Regions from separate parts of the Zea mays genome. Here all the other regions are linked to region 1. A link is a contact called in public Hi-C data. All regions are on one chromosome and are shown on one strand. The core of a region is the stretch at or near the end of the contact, and the rest is flanking DNA. Distances in the headings are between cores, read along the strand shown. Region 1 holds the start of LOC100282252 (ORMDL family protein). Region 2 holds the start of LOC100383203. Region 3 holds the start of LOC100501133.

The links. A called contact is a pair of places that touch in the nucleus more often than the background predicts.
Region 2: a Hi-C map of ear shows a contact between it and region 1, with 4 times the contacts expected there. The contact joins the promoter of LOC100383203 here to the promoter of LOC100282252 in region 1. A contact is called at or near these places in 2 of 25 Hi-C or Micro-C datasets (ear and tassel).
Region 3: a Hi-C map of ear shows a contact between it and region 1, with 5 times the contacts expected there. The contact joins the promoter of LOC100501133 here to the promoter of LOC100282252 in region 1. A contact is called at or near these places in 3 of 25 Hi-C or Micro-C datasets (ear, leaf and tassel).

What each region holds. Positions count from the first base shown.
Region 1 is chr2:171,959,840-171,963,285 of Zm-B73-REFERENCE-NAM-5.0, forward strand. It overlaps LOC100282252 (ORMDL family protein), which reads right to left and starts at 1,578. Exons shown (of 3, transcript XM_023301662.2): 1 at 1,096-1,578; 2 at 1-39. The coding sequence starts at 1,293.
Region 2 is chr2:172,391,984-172,395,429 of Zm-B73-REFERENCE-NAM-5.0, forward strand. LOC100383203 reads left to right here and starts at 1,905. Exons shown (of 9, transcript NM_001361955.1): 1 at 1,905-2,567. The coding sequence starts at 2,040.
Region 3 is chr2:172,238,500-172,241,945 of Zm-B73-REFERENCE-NAM-5.0, forward strand. It overlaps LOC100501133, which reads left to right and starts at 1,687. Exons shown (of 5, transcript NM_001351950.1): 1 at 1,687-2,425. The coding sequence starts at 1,727.

The DNA.
Region 1 (3,446 bases), core at 328-2,827:
AGGGGTTCCTTTCTTCCAATGGAAGAAGTGGTAAGTGATCTGAAAATAGAACATTTCAAGTGTGTCAACTGAAATTCAACAGGCAAGGAACATGAATAGCAAGGGGTTGAGTTCTTTCACTTAAGTCTTTCCTACCCATTCACAACCCATGTGTTTCTTAACTGAGAGAGAGAGAGATTAGATGAACGCATGCCATTACTTGGATTAAAAATAATGTGATATTGCAGATGGCATGAAATGCTTCTTCAGAGTCGAATAGAGTCAGCCAAATTTGTATCAAACGCATCCCTGACCCAAAGGAACACACAATATCTTTATCCCATGGTGAGAATTACCAAATATAATTTACAAGGCTCGTATTTCAGGACACCATGACATGTAGAAGTCCAAATGTTGATTATGGAACAATACATAAGTCTGCAGATTACAATGTGAAACCTGTTCTGGACTACTACTGCGAACAAGTTGTTGTAGAAAACTAACCAAAATTCGATCCACTAGTTGTTATTCATAGTACACAGGAATGAACTTTTCAATAGTCAATATCTGATAACAAACTGCTCCCAATAAACATAGAAATGGCCCTGGCCAAGAATGGCATGCTTGTTTTGACTTTATGCGAGGGAAACTGTTCCACACACAAGTGGGGAACAAAATTTATGACAAGGAAACAGAATAGCCCATCCAGCCTGCCAAAGACAGTTTACACTAATATTTCATCTGTTAAAATATTTCTTCCACGGCTTACCTATATTTGTAGCAATCCATGGGCATATATACTGATTAATTGCAGATGATCCGTCACTCTTTTCCTAGAAAGGTACCGCCTTTGCATCATGGCAAATCTAGAATTCCAAGAACATAATCTTTTTGGCTAAACACGTACACGCAGAGCAAAAATCAAAAAGTCCTGCCGGGAAGTGAATGGCCACAAACAGTTGGGGAGAAGAAATAATCCACACCGAAGGAGATAATTAGTAAATCCAAGTACCAGCACAACCAAATCTAGGGATACAGTGGACGGAAGCGATCCATAGACATGCGCAAAATCAGAAGGGCGAGGGACTGGGGACGAGATAGAGGGTGGGGACTCACGGCGAAGTGCGCGAGGTTGACGACGGTCCAGGCTGCCCCCGGGGAGCAACCAGAGACGGAGAGGACGAGAAGCCAGGCGAAGAAGAGCATGAGGATGTAGGTGGTCCAGACGCCCGGGTACATGAACCACTCTGTGTTCTTGTTCACGTCCACCGGCGGCACCGCCTCGACGTAGTAGGGCTCCCCTCTCCGCCCCATCTCCTGCGCAGGCCTGATCGTGCTCGTGCCGAAGGCGCTGGATTTCGGGGTTAATTTCCGCGGTGACGCGAGTGGTAGTTGCACAGGAGGAAGGCCAGGAACGGATGGTGTCGTGCTGTGACTGACGGCCGGCGAGCCGTGCGCGGACGGTGCGGTGGAGTGAGATGACAACTGTCTCGTTGCCGTCTGGGTTTCGTTGGGCTTGCTTTGGGTGCGGATTTGTGGACTGCGGAGATGGGTAGGGTTCGCTCGACGTTCAAGATACTACTGTCTGTCTCATCTCGTATGACAACGAGTAAATACACATCTATTAATATAGGTGAATATCCATGCATTACAACGGAAATATATAATAACATAATAACTTATATACAAAATGTGTCTTATATTGTTATAAAAAATATTTCATAATCAATTTGTAATCCTAGCTATACATAAATTTTGTTATTTTAATTTAGTTGTTTCACTACTCCATTGCAACCATCAGTATCATGTAGACTTCGATATATGTCACGATTTAAATGGTCTCATTATTGAAGAGCACGTGTCACACCTGCCGGTAGAAGTTCCCTCGTACATAGTCAGTCATCAGGTACGCACCACCATACACGCTTGCTTAAACAAAAAGCAAGTGTATGTGTTTGCGAAGAGAATTAAAGGCAGGCCGGCACAAAAGCTACCCCGACGATGGCGAGTGGTCATTAATGTCGGTCCTCCTCTGCGTCACCTCAGGTACCAAGATGACGCCATAGTCCTTGATATAGTAGTCGTCGAACGCGCACGACATGGCGAGTACCGATGACTCTTGGCTGGGCTGCCAAACGAAGTGCACCCCAGGCTCATCAGCGAGGTAGTACACCTAGCCATTGCACCACCGGATGTGTTAATCCTCTACATAAATCTTGTTCGAAGACACTCACACAACGTCAGCAACAACCGTCGTCCCAGCGCACAAGAATTCATGGCCGATCAGACTTACGTGGGAGGTTAAGCTTCAGGTGGATGATGAGCTGGACGGTGTGACGGCGCCGTTGTCGGAAGCGGTGCCCAGAACAACCCGAGAGTCGCCGGCGTTGGCGACGACCATGAGGTCCCCCTATTTAAAGATAGACAGCGTGGTGCAGCCACTCTGGACCGCGTCCAAGCGGCGGCTACGCCGAAGCTTGCCGAACACAGCGACGCATGCGGCCACGTAGTACTGCTTCCAGAGGTCGAACTGGTAGTCGCCAAGCTTCTTTTCGTCGTCGATGAGCGACGCCAACGCGAGCGCCTCCTGCCAGTGGCGTTGGTTTATGAAAATGAATCACAAGTCAGAGCCATGAAAAAAATATTACGGAGAATAAATGTCACACATATAAAAAATAATTTAAGTTGAAAACATTATTCAAACAAAAGAAATTGCATGCAAGGCTCTTTTTTAAATACTACTCCCTCCATCCAAAAATATAATTCAGGAATCTCGTTGATAATTATCTACTACTACACATTGTGCAAAGGTAGCAGGTGGACTTTGGTAGAGATGTAGTAGATATTTTTACTGTAAAAGATATTGACATAAACACACATGTGGTGTAGTGGTAGCTACAAGCACATTTGCTTGAGAGGTCGCAGGTTCGAATCCCATTGGAGCCATATTTGTGTTTTTTTAATTTAATTTTAGCTATGCGTGGGATGCACGTGGGAATGGAAATGAGATTTGCGGGGAGGGGGGAATGAGAAAGACAGTGCGGGGAGGGGGTAATGGGAATGGTAGAACACTGGCAGAACACGGAATGGCAGCCGGGAATGAGAATGAACTTTGCGGCAAGGGGAGAATGAGAAAGACCGGGGAGGAGGAATGAGAATGGCATAACACGGAATGGCAGCCTACCCCTTACCACCTTAATAAGTAGTAGAGATTATACACGTATATATAATAAAAAATAGTCTCGTCGGTCACTCATATCTAATTATGAGTATGGATTTACCTTATACCTATAGGTATGAGTCACCCGTCAGGTCACTCGTACCCACAAATGTTAAATATTTACATTATACAAGTATATCTAAATACCATTACAAAATTTTCAACATCATTCAATCATCTATTCAAGAACACTATAGATAATTGGATAAAGTAGCAACACTAGAATAGTACCATATAACATATTATA
Region 2 (3,446 bases), core at 655-3,154, 430 kb after region 1:
TGATTTCTAACTTTATTTCTAACATGATTGATTATGCTTTTCCATGAGGGCTCCTAGATTCCGTCATCTTATGCGCTAGATAGCTTATCATGTACAAGGTAATAATGTTTAATGCAAAACCAGTCATTGTTCAAAGTCTCGGGAAACCTGCTGCTATATCGTTAGCACTGTTCCATAGTTGAAATTATTGTGGCTCAATGCTCCTTTGTCCTTTATCAGCTGCCTTTTTTACCTCTGTTTTTTTCCACATAAACGACATGTCATATTGGCTTGTAATACATCACGTAGTAGTATATCCATGGGCTTCCCACTTCCTAGGCTTACTATTGTTTACATTTTCTGTCATTCTTGATTCTGACAACCCTATACAACATTTACTGAATGAGATGTAGTGATAGTATCAACTGTCAAGCTCTCTGTCACTCTATCAGTCAGTTAGGACATCAGAGTGGATCGTTCCTTGCTCATTTGTGGTAGATTAGTTATATGAAGAGAAAGCATCACATACACTGTGTTGTCTACAGATTGCTACTGCCTCATGCCTCCTTTGGTAGGACTCTCTATTATGATTCCGTGAAATGATTCTTTATTATGGTTTTGAAAATTTATAATAAAGAGAATTACTTTCATCCATAATCATTTCTAAAAGAGAATCAACTTTTATAGAGAATTATAATCAGCTCTACCAGTTACGCTTTTACATCAGTAACAACATCGTCCACAATCCTCGACGTCTCTACTAAGCATCCGAGTTCCTCGGGAGCAAAGCTATCTTCGTCCACAATCCTCCATATTCTAGCACATTTTATTTTCACAATTTGTTTGGGGCTGGGCCACATGGATCAAGAGCAACATACTGATTTTTGACTTAAATTATTCCTGCACATGATTACAATTGACCCTTTGTCTTTACTTGAGAATTTTAGAAGATCGATTCTTAATATTGATGAACTGTTGTAATGTCTTGGTGCAGGTTAATGGACGGTATTTCTCACCGTGACCACTCGGTTAGCCGTAAGAATTGAGCCACTGATAAGGACTGAAACTGCTCACGTGCTCTGTTGTAAGCAGAGTGCTCATGATTCAAGGACGATAATTTTCCATTTTTTTTCTGTTGGTTCAACGAAACACACGAAATGAGAACATTGGTACACTGCATGCTGTTATTTGCAGTTAGTACCAAACCTTTTCTCTTTTCTACTTTGTATCCTCTTGTTTTCTTTGACACGTCCTATAATCGTTCTTCTCTCTTCTTGCTTATTATGTAAATGCCCATTCCAATATTAGTCAAAAGCTACCGCAGTTTATCAAAGTTTCCTTAAATCTGCTCTTGTGTGACTATGTCTATATAGTTATATGCTCCATAACAAATATCCTTCATATAACATTTTCACTCTATAATTTTTATCTACTTAAATATCGTCACACACGTTTAAAAATACGGTTTGCGCGCAAGACGTGCACAATACACTAGTACCAACCAATCTATATCGACCGCCTGCGCTGCTACAATCACCTGTCGGTGCATTGGACCCAGCCTTTAGTGAAGGTGGGCCTTCATAGAGGAGCCCACATGTCATCCAGCAGCCCAACACAAGGCACGCCGCCGGAGTTGGGTCAGGCGCACGCGCTAACCACGCACGCTCGGCGATCGAAAGTACGCGGGCGCCCACCCACTGACATCCCTACCCCGCTCACGCCTGCCGCGCTCAATGACATGTGGGTGTCGGTGCAGCAGGGGCCCTGCCTGTCGTTGCGGCTGGGCCTGGGCGTATGGCCAAAATGAACGGAACCCTTTGTTTTCCGGCGACAGACCCCACGGCACCGCACCTGCTCGGCACGTCCCGCTATATAACCGCTTGAAGTTCTTCCGCCGCCACGTGCTCGCTGCCGTCGCCGCGCCGCATTCGCATCACCGCATCGCGCCGCCGAGGCTGCTTACTAGACGGACGAGGAGTGGACTGGAGTAACTTGCAGCAACCCTATCCCGGCAGGCCCCATCGCGAAACCCTAGACTTCGCCGCCGGCGGTCGCCGGAGATGGCCTCCTCGCCGCCGCGCGCCCCGCAGCTATTCCCTTTCGACCTTAACGTCGCGCAGGAGGAGGTAGATGAGGAGCCGATTGAGGTTCTTGAGGAGGATGTCGATGAGGAGGGAGCCCCGTTGGCGCAGCCCCAGGAGGTTGTCGTCGAGGAGGTTGTTGAGAAATTGGTCGAGCACGCGGTGCCTATCACGGAGGATGAACCTGCGGAAGACGTGATCATGGAGGAGCCTTCGGAGGAGGTGATCATGGAGGACGAGGAGCCTACGCCGTCGCCGGCGGAGGAGGTGGTTGGGGAGGGGAAGAGGAGGAAAAAGAGGGTGGACTATGAGGTCTTCGTGTCCGGGCTGCCGCAGGACGCCGCTGAGGAGGACGTGGCGCAGGCGCTGGCGGATGCCGGAGATATCGAGGAGGTGCGCCTCGTGCGGGATCCGGCGGACCAGCGGCTCAACAAGGGATTCGCTTTTGTCCGCTTCGCGGCTGCATGGCAGGCCCGGTGGGCGGCCAACGACCTCCGCGAGGCTACGGTATCACATCGAATCTTACCACCACATTATATACATTCGCATCGATTGCTACGAGGTGGTTGGGGAAACCTGTGAAGGCGTTTGTGTTTATACTAGTGGTTGGGGGAATGAGGTTAATTCATTCTTACAACTTCGAGACTAGATAGGCTTTCTTGGATTGTTTCTTTCCTGGATTTTAGATTAATGGACGTGAAATCAGGTACAGTTGGCAATTTGGAATCTAGAGGTCGATATGTGGTACAAGACCCTGTTTGTCAAGCCGTGGTACTGTAGGAGACTACACTGTTAGGAAATATGAAATATGTTGGATTCAATGTAGTACTTTAGTGCTTGTACATCTATAACACCTTTTGTAGTTCCAAGCTACTTCTATACTAGGTGCTAAGAATCTAATGTATATATATATATTTTTATTTTATTGCTAAAGTGAAGTTGGCACCAATTGCAACACTTAGCATTGATGGCATTTATCCAGGCATCAGGGGCCATGCTGACATCCCTGCTAGTTTTCCTCAAAGAAAAAATAAATGTCCCTGCCAGTTCATTCCATTTCATCTAGCTTGTCTCAAGCACACCCTTGGATAATATTTCTCTTCGAGTGGAATATATTCTGCTTTGTCATTTAACTTTTTTAGTTTTAAAAGATCATATTATCTGAAAATTTGATTTTTTTGAATGTTCTGGTTATCTGGTTGAACATATATTAATGGTGTATTGGTGTTGGTCAAGGTCTAGTTTAATTGACACCTTTTGACACAATTCCTTTTATTGTTACAGTGTTATTTGAATGAACTAATCAACTGAGTTTGTCCTCCGCAGCTAGAATTATCTATTACTTAATGTGTGTAGTACCTAATAATGAACAAAAATAAGGAAAGG
Region 3 (3,446 bases), core at 437-2,936, 280 kb after region 1:
GCGAGCACGCACGTCGAGGACCCCCGCACGGCCCTCGCCACTATCCGGATTTGAAACGCAGGTCTGCCCGCGGTGAGTTCGATGGACAATTTAACGGCCAGGGGACATCATCTTCCCCAACGGGTCTACTCGTCGACGCGCACCAGGGAAAATACGTGGTCACCGACGACGGTGGAAGCGCCACTGGCTCCCCACTACCGACCGCCTTCGCTAACGCTCTCAGATCAACGCCGGAGAATGGTGGTGCCGCGCCCCGCCATGACGAGCTAGCAATCGGCTTCAACATCGGTATGCACGCTACGCTAATGATGATACGCCGAGCAGGTGTGAGGGAGGGGGATCACTTACCGAAGAGCTGCCCAGCCGTCACTGCATCCGATAAGTCTACGTGCGCCGCCTTCGAATCCGCCCCACAGCCAAGGGCAGTCGTGGAGGAGTCCCAACGGTGGCAGCGGTCGACCCGAGCCGCAGTTCTGCCGGCCCAATCGCGCAATTACTCGATCCTTCCGGTGTGGCGAAGGGATGTGCGGTTGGGTTAGAGAGCGCGAGAGGGTGATTTTATTAATGAGGTGTTTGGTTTGAAAAATAAACTAGTCTATCGTTAAACCAAACACTCTATAAATACCCAGGTGCCTAGTGGGTCGGTATGCACGCCCGATATCTCCGGCCGGATTTCGGAGCTCGCTGAGGAGGTGGGGCGAGTGCGGCGCGCGATTAGGAGATAAACAGAGACAGGGTCCCACCCGACAGCGCGCCCGTGTTGAGTGGTCGGCCAGTGGGGCCCTTTCGTCAGCGTCGCGCCAGGTCCAATTGCCGCATGCGAAAGTTGCTTGACGGGCCGAGCAGTGGGAAAGAGTCAGTGGGCCCAATTAGGGTTGGTGACCCAGCCAGGGTTTAGTTCTCTTTTTTTATTTTATTTGAATTTCTTCCTAGGTTTCAAATTTAATACTTGAATTCAAATTCGATTTGAAAGCTGCCCCTAGGTTTTTTGTACAAATAAAAATACTATTTTTTAAAGGATTAGATTTATGTTTATTTTTTATTATATAATTATTTTTTTTATATTCCTCTCCTTTTCTTCATTTCAAATTTAAATCATAGTTTAAATTCAAACTTGTGGCCAATTTATCCCCAAATGATATTGTGCCATAAACAATACTACTTTGGAGATATATTTATATACTATTTATATTTTTATATCCTTCCTCTTTTTATTCTCTATTTCTATTTTTTAAATCCTAAATTTCAATTTAGTGTTCCACCCAATTTTAAAGTTTTGTTATATTCCTATTTGAGTTATTATTATTATTATTAAATGCACAAACAAAACTCTTGTGTGATGCATGCTTTGTTTGTGTTTTAGTAAGGGGTTATTCTCTTTTAAATGGACTTAGTCACATGACTCAAGAAGTAGGTGGCCAATCACATGATGAGATCAATTTTTATATAAGTCTTATAATTTGGGTATTATAATTAACTAGAGACCTATATAAATAGAAGAAAATTAAATTACCAAGGAATTAAGTTACAAATTTTGATTTTTTTTTTGTGGGTCTCTAGATGATGGATGTGTGAGACTATAGAGGAGTACCATTTTGCATCCTAAATGCACAGAATTTTTTGCCCCTTCGGCCCCACCTCGTGATCACCCGTTCCGTGCTGCTCCGCCTGCCCCACAGCCTACAGTTGGGAGTTCAAACTTCGAGAGCCGAAGCGAAGCGGGGCCATGGGGAGATCACGAGCGACTGCCGCCGCCGCCACCTCCAGGCCCAGGCGCAACCCCAAGCCAAAGCCGGACTCCCCCTTCCTCTCCCCGCTCGCGTCGCTGTCTGCCACACCGCGCATCCGCACCCGCAAGGGCGCCATCCGCCGCGGCGGCCCCTCCCACGCGTCGTCGTCGCCGGGTTCTTCCCCCACCGGTCTCAACGTCAGATTCCTTTCCTCGCCGGGCTCCGCCTCCCCGTCGAAGCCCAAGCCGAAGCTAAGGTCCAGTGCCAAGCCCAAGTCGCGCCCCTCCTTCGTCTCCCCGCTCTCGTCGCCGTCACCCGCACCACGTACCCGCAAACGCACCGTCCGCGGCGTCGGCTCCTCACCTGCGTCGTCGTCGCCGGGGTCCTCTCCAGCCGAACTCAACATCAGCTTGCCCTCCTCGCCGGGCTTCTCCGCCTCCCCGCCGAAGCCCAGTGCCAGGGCCAATCTCGCCGCGCGCGCCCCCTTCGTCGCTAGCCCCCGCACCGCCACACCTTCCCCCGCCGCGTCTCCCCAGCCTGCTTCGGTGTCGGCGAAGGGGTTATCCAGCGTCGGAGACCTCAGGACCGCCGTCGCCTCACAGATGGAGAACCTCAAGCGCCGACTCGACGCGCTCCATTCCCGCGCTCACGACGACCTCGATGCGTCCTTCTCCCGCATCTCCAAGCGAATCAAGGTGAGCCCGCTGCGAGCCTTTCCCGCACCCCGCTGCCCTCCCAGTTGCATTGGTGTTTGGCTTCGAGCTTCGTGGTTTGTTTCGCCGGGTCCTGCCAACACGAACTGCTCCAGATTGTTGGTTGATGTTGTAGAGTGCTACTGTGCTAGCGTGTAAGGGACTGGAGATAACCATTGGCACTGTTTGGGACAGTATTTTTCTAAATAGGTTTTCTCTAGATTTCTAGATAGTCTAACTTTTAGATTTCTAGATAGTCTAACTTTCAAGAGAATCTAGATATCGCGAGGCTTGCATGTGGATTAAGATAAAAGGGTCCGCACGGTTTAGGGTTTAGGAAGCGGCAGATTTCTCCCGCCGTGACTACTGCGCGGATTTTGTATTCATGTTGATTTGGACGATGAAGCGTTTGGATGTCAGAAGCTGAATCTGACGGCTATAATTCTGCTAGAAGCCGATTCTGATGACCTACAGTCTCTGTCAAACTGTAGATTGAGCAAGACTTTGTTTATTTACATATTTGAATTTTCTCTGTTGTGCTGAACATCTGAATTTTCTACGATTGACATTTGAAGTGCTATATCTGAGTTTCTAAAATTGGTATAGGTTACTATGTCTAATTTTATACAATTAAAACATGCTCAATGTGCGTACTCTAGCCCTGTTTGTTTCCTTTTAGGATTATGTAATCCATAAGGTGGATTATAAGCACCTATCGATCTGCTTATGGATTATAATCTAGATATCTAGATTATATAATCCACCTAATAATCTGTGTTGTTTGTTTACCTCTCAACTTATTTAAGCTAAATTATATAATCTAGAGGGTAAACAAATAAGGCCTCTATCGGCGGAGATAGTTGATATATGTTGGGACAAGTCGAAATTCTGGAAAGAATAACAACAAGACAACATCATTATTTTCGAAATGCTCCTTCCCTCCGAAGGTTTCAAAGGAAGAAGGTATGTGACATAACTTCGACAGTCATAACAAGTGAGATCTATAGAATTGACGTGTAAGAGA